Regions from separate parts of the Arachis hypogaea genome. Here region 1 is linked to region 2. The links are chromatin contacts, called in public Hi-C maps. All regions are on one chromosome and are shown on one strand. The core of a region is the stretch at or near the end of the contact, and the rest is flanking DNA. Distances in the headings are between cores, read along the strand shown. Region 1 holds the start of LOC112721133. Region 2 holds the start of LOC112720534 (D-amino-acid oxidase).

Region 1 (3,236 bases), core at 23-2,522, 140 kb before region 2:
TGTGGAAAAATTGGGCATGACAAAAAAGCATGTATTGAAGAGTTGGCTATGTCATTAGTAAACCCAACAATTCCTAGATATGGACCAGAACTTACAACTCCGGGACTGAGATCAATAGAGAATGAGGCAAGAAAGGCAGGAATTAGGAGGAGAAAGGAAGAACATAACAACTGGGTGGAGGAGTTATGGGAGGCGCGTGAGAGAAGCTTGCAAGGGAGAGAATGGCTGAAAAGACAATCACAAAGGGAGGAAGAAGGGTCAAATCAAGGGAGTATAAGAAGTTCTCAAGCCAGTGCCTTTGCAAAATCTTGGGGCAGATTGGCAAATCCACAAGAGCAAATGGGAGGGAGACAAGTGGCAACACAGGAAGCTCAAGAACAGGATGAAGGGACTGATGATGAAGAAATGAACGGTGATGATGATAATAATATATTGAACCTAGGTGATGGGACAGCAAACCAGGAAAAAGGGAAAAAGAAAAAGGACATTCTAGAAAAGCAACAAATGAGTGAATCAGTAGCAATGGAAAACGTGAATGATGTCAGGGAATTAGGAAAGGATGGGGAGAATGGGAAAGATAGCAACAAGATTTTTAGGAGGTATATAGAGAAAGGTGGGCCAAGCAGGAGAAGAATAGACAGCACAAAAAAGATGGCATGGGCTTTCATCAACCAAAGGCCCAATAGGGATAGCCAGCAAATTAATAGTGGGCCAACTAAAAAAGGAAAGAACCCCACTATTGGACAACTACTGAAGGAATTCAACAAGAAGATGGTTGAAGAAGGAAGGAAGAGAAATATAGAAGAGGGAGTGGAAGAGGAGGCCCAAAATAGAAAAAATATGGAAGTTGATGGGACAATAAGCCAAGATCAGAATAAGGGGGAAAAGCCAGAACAGAATAACAAGCAGCTAGTCACAGAAAGCGATGGAGGGTTCTACTATGTTGAACTGGCAGAAGAAGAAGAAGAACTAGAGCAGGAGAATAACAAAGCAATTGTAGTGGCCAAGGAATATGAAATAGAACTTGCTCGAAGAATGGAGGAAAAGCTGAAACTCAAAAGAAGAAGAGGAGATGACCAGCAGGGACAGATAGGAAATTGCCTGGACGAAGAAGAGGAAGCTGCGCGGGTGTGGAGAGCTAGCAAGAAGAACAAGGTGGTCGGAGGCCTCATGGAAGGGATGGCCAATGAGGATGAAGCACAGATCAGAGGAGACAACTTGGGAAACTCAATGGCTGAGGAGGCGGGCCTACACATGCCCCCAACTCAACCATGAGTGTGATAAGTTGGAACTGCCGCGGGGTTGCGGCCCCCGCGACAGTTTCTGAACTGCACAGCATGTGCAAACAAATAAAGCCTGCAATAGTATTTCTAATAGAAACTAGAGCTAGAGAAGGAACTATTAAGAAGTTGAAAAGAAGGTTGCATTTTGAGAATGTATTTCACATAGAACCCCGGGGACTGTCCGGAGGGCTATGCCTTTTGTGGAATGAAATATATAATATTGATATTTATTTTTGGTGTGATAATCATATAAAAGCTCGGATTGACGATAGGAAAGGGAAGATATGGACATGTAATTTTATCTATGGAAACCCACGCTTTGGAAGAAGAAAGGAGCAATGGAGAGCAATTACAGAAAACAATTGTAATGAGGGAGAGCCGCAGTTATTCATAGGAGACTTTAATGACATCTTGAGTCAAGAGGAGAAAATTGGTCTACATCCAAAGCCACAAAGCCAGGTAAGAGAGTTTAGACAGTTTGTGGATATGAATTGTCTTATGGATTTAGACCTAAAAGGTGGAAGATTTACGTGGTTTAGTAATCCGAGGAATGGATTCATCACTAGGGAGAAAATAGACAGGGCGTTAGCCAATTGGGAATGGAGAGCTTTGTACCAGCATGCGTCACTCACAGCTCTACCAGCAATAAGTTCTGATCATTGTCCGATAGTTTTAAACATCAATCAAATTCAAAGAAGGGAGAAGAGTTTTAAATTCGAGGCATTTTGGGTCGATCATGATGAGTGTGAGAATGTAGTAAGGAAGGGGTGGGATAAAGGGAATATTCATGGATGCGATTGGAAAGAATAACAAGAAAAATGGAAAATTGCAAAGAGGAACTTAAGAAGTGGAGTAAGAAGACTTTTAAACGTGCAGATAAAGAAATCCACAAATTGAAGGATGAATTGAAGAAGCTACAAGATTCGAACTTAACACAAGAAAAGCAGGAGATGATACAATTAATAAAGGAGAATATAGCAGTTCTATGGAAGCAGGAAGAGAAATATTGGGGACAAAGAGCCAGGTTGAAATGGTTGAAATTGGGAGACAAGAATACAACTTTCTTTCATGCCACAACCATTCAAAGAAGAGAGAGGAACAGAATTGACAAACTGAAGAATGAAGACGGATCATGGATGGAAGATAGGAAAGAAATCATGAAACACATAGAGGAACAATTTGAAGCGTTATTCACTTCTAACAGAAACAGAAACTTGGCAGCAACTCTAAATAAAATTCAAGCGAGAGTCACAGAAGAGATGAACAGGGGGCTGATCTCAGAAGTCACTGAAGAGGAGATTAGAAAAACAGTTTTCAGCATGGGCGGCCTCAAAGCTCCAGGGCCAGATGGTCTAAATGGGTTATTCTACCAAAAACATTGGGAGATAATTAAGAAGGAGGTATGTGCAGTTGTTAAAGAATTCTTTCGAAATGGGAGTTTGCCAGAAGAAATTAGTGAAACCACAGTTGTTCTAATTCCAAAAGTCAAGAATCCAGAAGAACTTAATCAGTTAAGACCAATCAGTTGTTGTAACTTTATCTACAAGATTATAACAAGGGTTATAGTGTTGAGATTGAAAGGGCTATTGGAGGATATAGTGTCACCAACTCAAAGCGCCTTTGTGGGGGGAAGACTCATACAAGATAATGTAGTGATCGTCCAAGAAGTGTGTAAGACCCGGTTAATTAACGGCTAATTAACCCATAAATGAGAATTTATTCTAGAAAGCCAAAAATGTTATTTTTATGGCTAAATGTGATAGAGGAAATTGAGACGAGAATTTCGGTACCAATTTTATAGAAATCGGACCAAGATTGGACCGAACGGGCCAAACCGGACCAACCGGACCCAAAGTGGGCCCTTGGCCCAACATAACTAAACCAAAACCCTAGTTTTCAGCACTCTCTCTCCTCACACAACACCAAAACACGCTGAAAATTGAGATGGAAGGG
Region 2 (3,055 bases), core at 402-2,901:
ACTACTCTAAAAGGTTATTATCAACTCTACTATAAATACACTAACACTCTCAAGTATATTCAGAGCCCAATCTATCAAAAACCTGCTTAAACCCTTGTTAATTTAAGCATCAGAATCTGTCTCTTGCAGGTACCACCTCACACTCCTCACGAAAAATTCGGACAGCAATGAGTCACCAGTAAAGTCGGACGCTGCCCTTAAAAAAAAAACTGAACCTCACGTTCAAACCCAAAAGCAACACAATTCTAGGTAGTCCTTAGAACAGTACCTTTTATAACCAAAAAGGGTAGAACTCAATTATTGTTGATATATTCAAACACTACACAATCCTCACTTTTTCTCATATTTGCATTTGGATGGACACTAACAAAAGAATTGATTCATTGCTAACCATAACTCTAACAACAAATCAAAAGAAGACTAAGAGATAAGATCAATGAGCGAATTATGATGGATATACTTGCATAAATCTCCTTAGGTAAATTTTTTGTTTGTTTGTTTGTTTCATCTTATCAAACGAGGAGATTTTGCTCATACTTTGTTTGTGCAAATACCATGTGTCTTATTATGCTATAAAGCATATACGCTTTTTAATTTTTCATTTACACTGTAAATGACAGAAGAATAATTTCATATATTAGTAAATATTACAATTAATTTATTTATTTAAAAAAATTCTTCTCATCGACTTTTTATTGTCTCTTCAACCGCTCAACTGCTCACATAATAAATTCTTTTTTGGGTTAACCACATAATAATGTTTTTTTGGTAATTAACCACAATAATATTTAACACCCTAAGTTTTGCTATAAGTTTTTAAGCCCAAAATTTATTTAATAAGATCTCTGGTCCAGATCTGACTGTAATGGACCTAAGCTCGAGCAAGTATGTTAAGAAACCAAAAGGGCTTCTAGCTTTCTCCCACTCTGTTCTTTAGCTTGTTACAACAAAACCAAACAAAAACTCTTCTAAAAAAAAAAAAAAAAACTTAACAAATATTTTTTCAATAATCCCATCTGTGTATCGAATATTCTTTTGTATAAAAATATATTTATTATTTTTATAATTAGATATTTAAATTAATTCTAATTAATAAAATTTTCAATTTTTTTTAAAATAATAATATCAAAATAATATATAGATATATAGAGAAATTGATATTTTTGAGAATAAATATAAAAAGTATATTTTAATTAGTTAATATTAATTAAATTTTTTTAATTAAAAAGGTTTTATTTTTAAAATAATTAAAATTAATAATTTAAAATTCAAAATTTATAAAATTAATTTAAAAAATTAATTAATATTGAATAAAAAATTGACTTAGTTTATTCAATTAAATTTATTATATTTATCAAAAATTCTATTTTTTGGATCAATTTTTTAAATAATAATTTGATAAAGTATCAAAAATAAAAAATAATTATTCTTATATTAAAATAGTAAAACTCTCCTACTATAAGAATTATAAATTTAACTGTAGTTGATTGTTCACGTTATCACAATATCACTTTATTTAATATTTTTAAAAAATTAATAAAATTTATTATTTTTTATCTATAATTAATGATTAATATTTAGAAATATAGACTCTAGACTAAATAAATTAAATTAAGAACTAAAAATCTAAAATACTACCAAAAAAGTCGAAAACAATAAATTTTATTGACATTAGTGTTTTTTATTTCTCTTAATTTAGAGAATTTATATTCCTAATTTTTTTTAACCACGCAATAGCATTTAATGGCCACGTGTCACACAGCGAAGAAGCCGAGCAGTGATGAATCTAGCAGTGACCTCTCGAGCTTCAATGCTCACTCTATTCCACACAACCACTATTTCCATCACTTCCTCCGCCAATACAATTCCCTTACCGTCACGTCAGCCCATGGATCAGAATCCCAAGCGAGTTGTCGTCTGCGGTGGCGGAGTCATTGGTGTCTGCACCGCCTACTTCCTCGCCAAGAAGGGCGCCGCCGTCACTCTCATCGAGAAATCCGACGTGGCGTGCGCCGCCTCCGGAAAAGCCGGCGGATTCCTCGCCCTCGATTGGTGCGACGGAGGGCCCGTCGAATCACTCGCCCGCGCTAGCTTCAATCTCCACCGTTCACTCTCCGCCGAGCTCAACGGTCCCCAATCCTACGGTTACCGACCCCTAACTACTCTCAGCCTCACCGTAACAGAATCAGATAGCAACCCTCCCTCTTCTTCCACCCCTTCCAAATCCTCAACTGTTCCCTCATGGATCGACGGACCAATTCGGAGTCCAAGAACGATTGGAACCCCCGAAACGACGGCGCAGGTGCACCCGCAACTGTTTACGCGCACGCTAATAGCTAGGGCAGTTAAGGACCATGGGGCTCAGGTTGTTATTGGGAAGTTGGAACGGTTAGAGTTAGTTGGGGGCCGAGTTGGATCGGTTGTGCTTGAAGGAGGACGAGTTATTGAATGCGACTCGGTGGTTTTGGCGTTGGGTCCTTGGTCTGGGAAATTGGAGGTTTTGTCTTCATTGTGTAGAGTTTATGGTCTTAAGGCACATAGCATTGTTTTGGAGCCTAGAGAACCCAATTCCATAACCCCTCACGCACTATTTCTTAGTTATTACCCTTCAAGAGGTGGAAAAGCTATTGACCCAGAAGTCTACCCTCGTCCCACAGGTATGCTATTATTTGTAACTATGTACACCAAAATTCAGACTTTATTTTTGTGACTAAAAATGAACGAAAGAAGCAAAAAAAGGAAGAAACAAAGAAAAGCGAAATTAATTGGCTGGTTTCATGTCTAAGCTAATAAGATGACGAAGTTCATTCCAAGACTGAAGCCATTTCACATACTTCACAGCCTCCGAGGTAGCTGTTTTGCAAATTCACCATTTGGTGCTATTTTTTAGTTGCACAAATAAATAGAAGTTAGCAATTACTATGCATGAAATCTAAAGTAAAACTGAGAGAAAGGTGTATTATGGACCTCACCCGACAAGTTTAAAATATCTCTGTTGCTTTTGGGGTAGTTGTCAAGTATAATTGTTACAATTCATTGTTTACATAGCATTTCT

What was found. A called contact is a pair of places that touch in the nucleus more often than the background predicts.
Region 1: a contact with region 2 is called in a Hi-C map of an unstated tissue, with 10 times the contacts expected there. The contact joins the promoter of LOC112721133 here to the promoter of LOC112720534 in region 2. A contact is called at or near these places in 5 of 8 Hi-C or Micro-C datasets (leaf and an unstated tissue).

What each region holds. Positions count from the first base shown.
Region 1 is chr11:22,163,293-22,166,528 of arahy.Tifrunner.gnm2.J5K5, reverse strand. It overlaps LOC112721133, which reads left to right and starts at 1,272. Exons shown (of 1, transcript XM_025772203.1): 1 at 1,272-2,093. The coding sequence starts at 1,272. The coding sequence ends at 2,093.
Region 2 is chr11:22,026,024-22,029,078 of arahy.Tifrunner.gnm2.J5K5, reverse strand. LOC112720534 (D-amino-acid oxidase) reads left to right here and starts at 1,651. Exons shown (of 3, transcript XR_011867384.1): 1 at 1,651-2,657.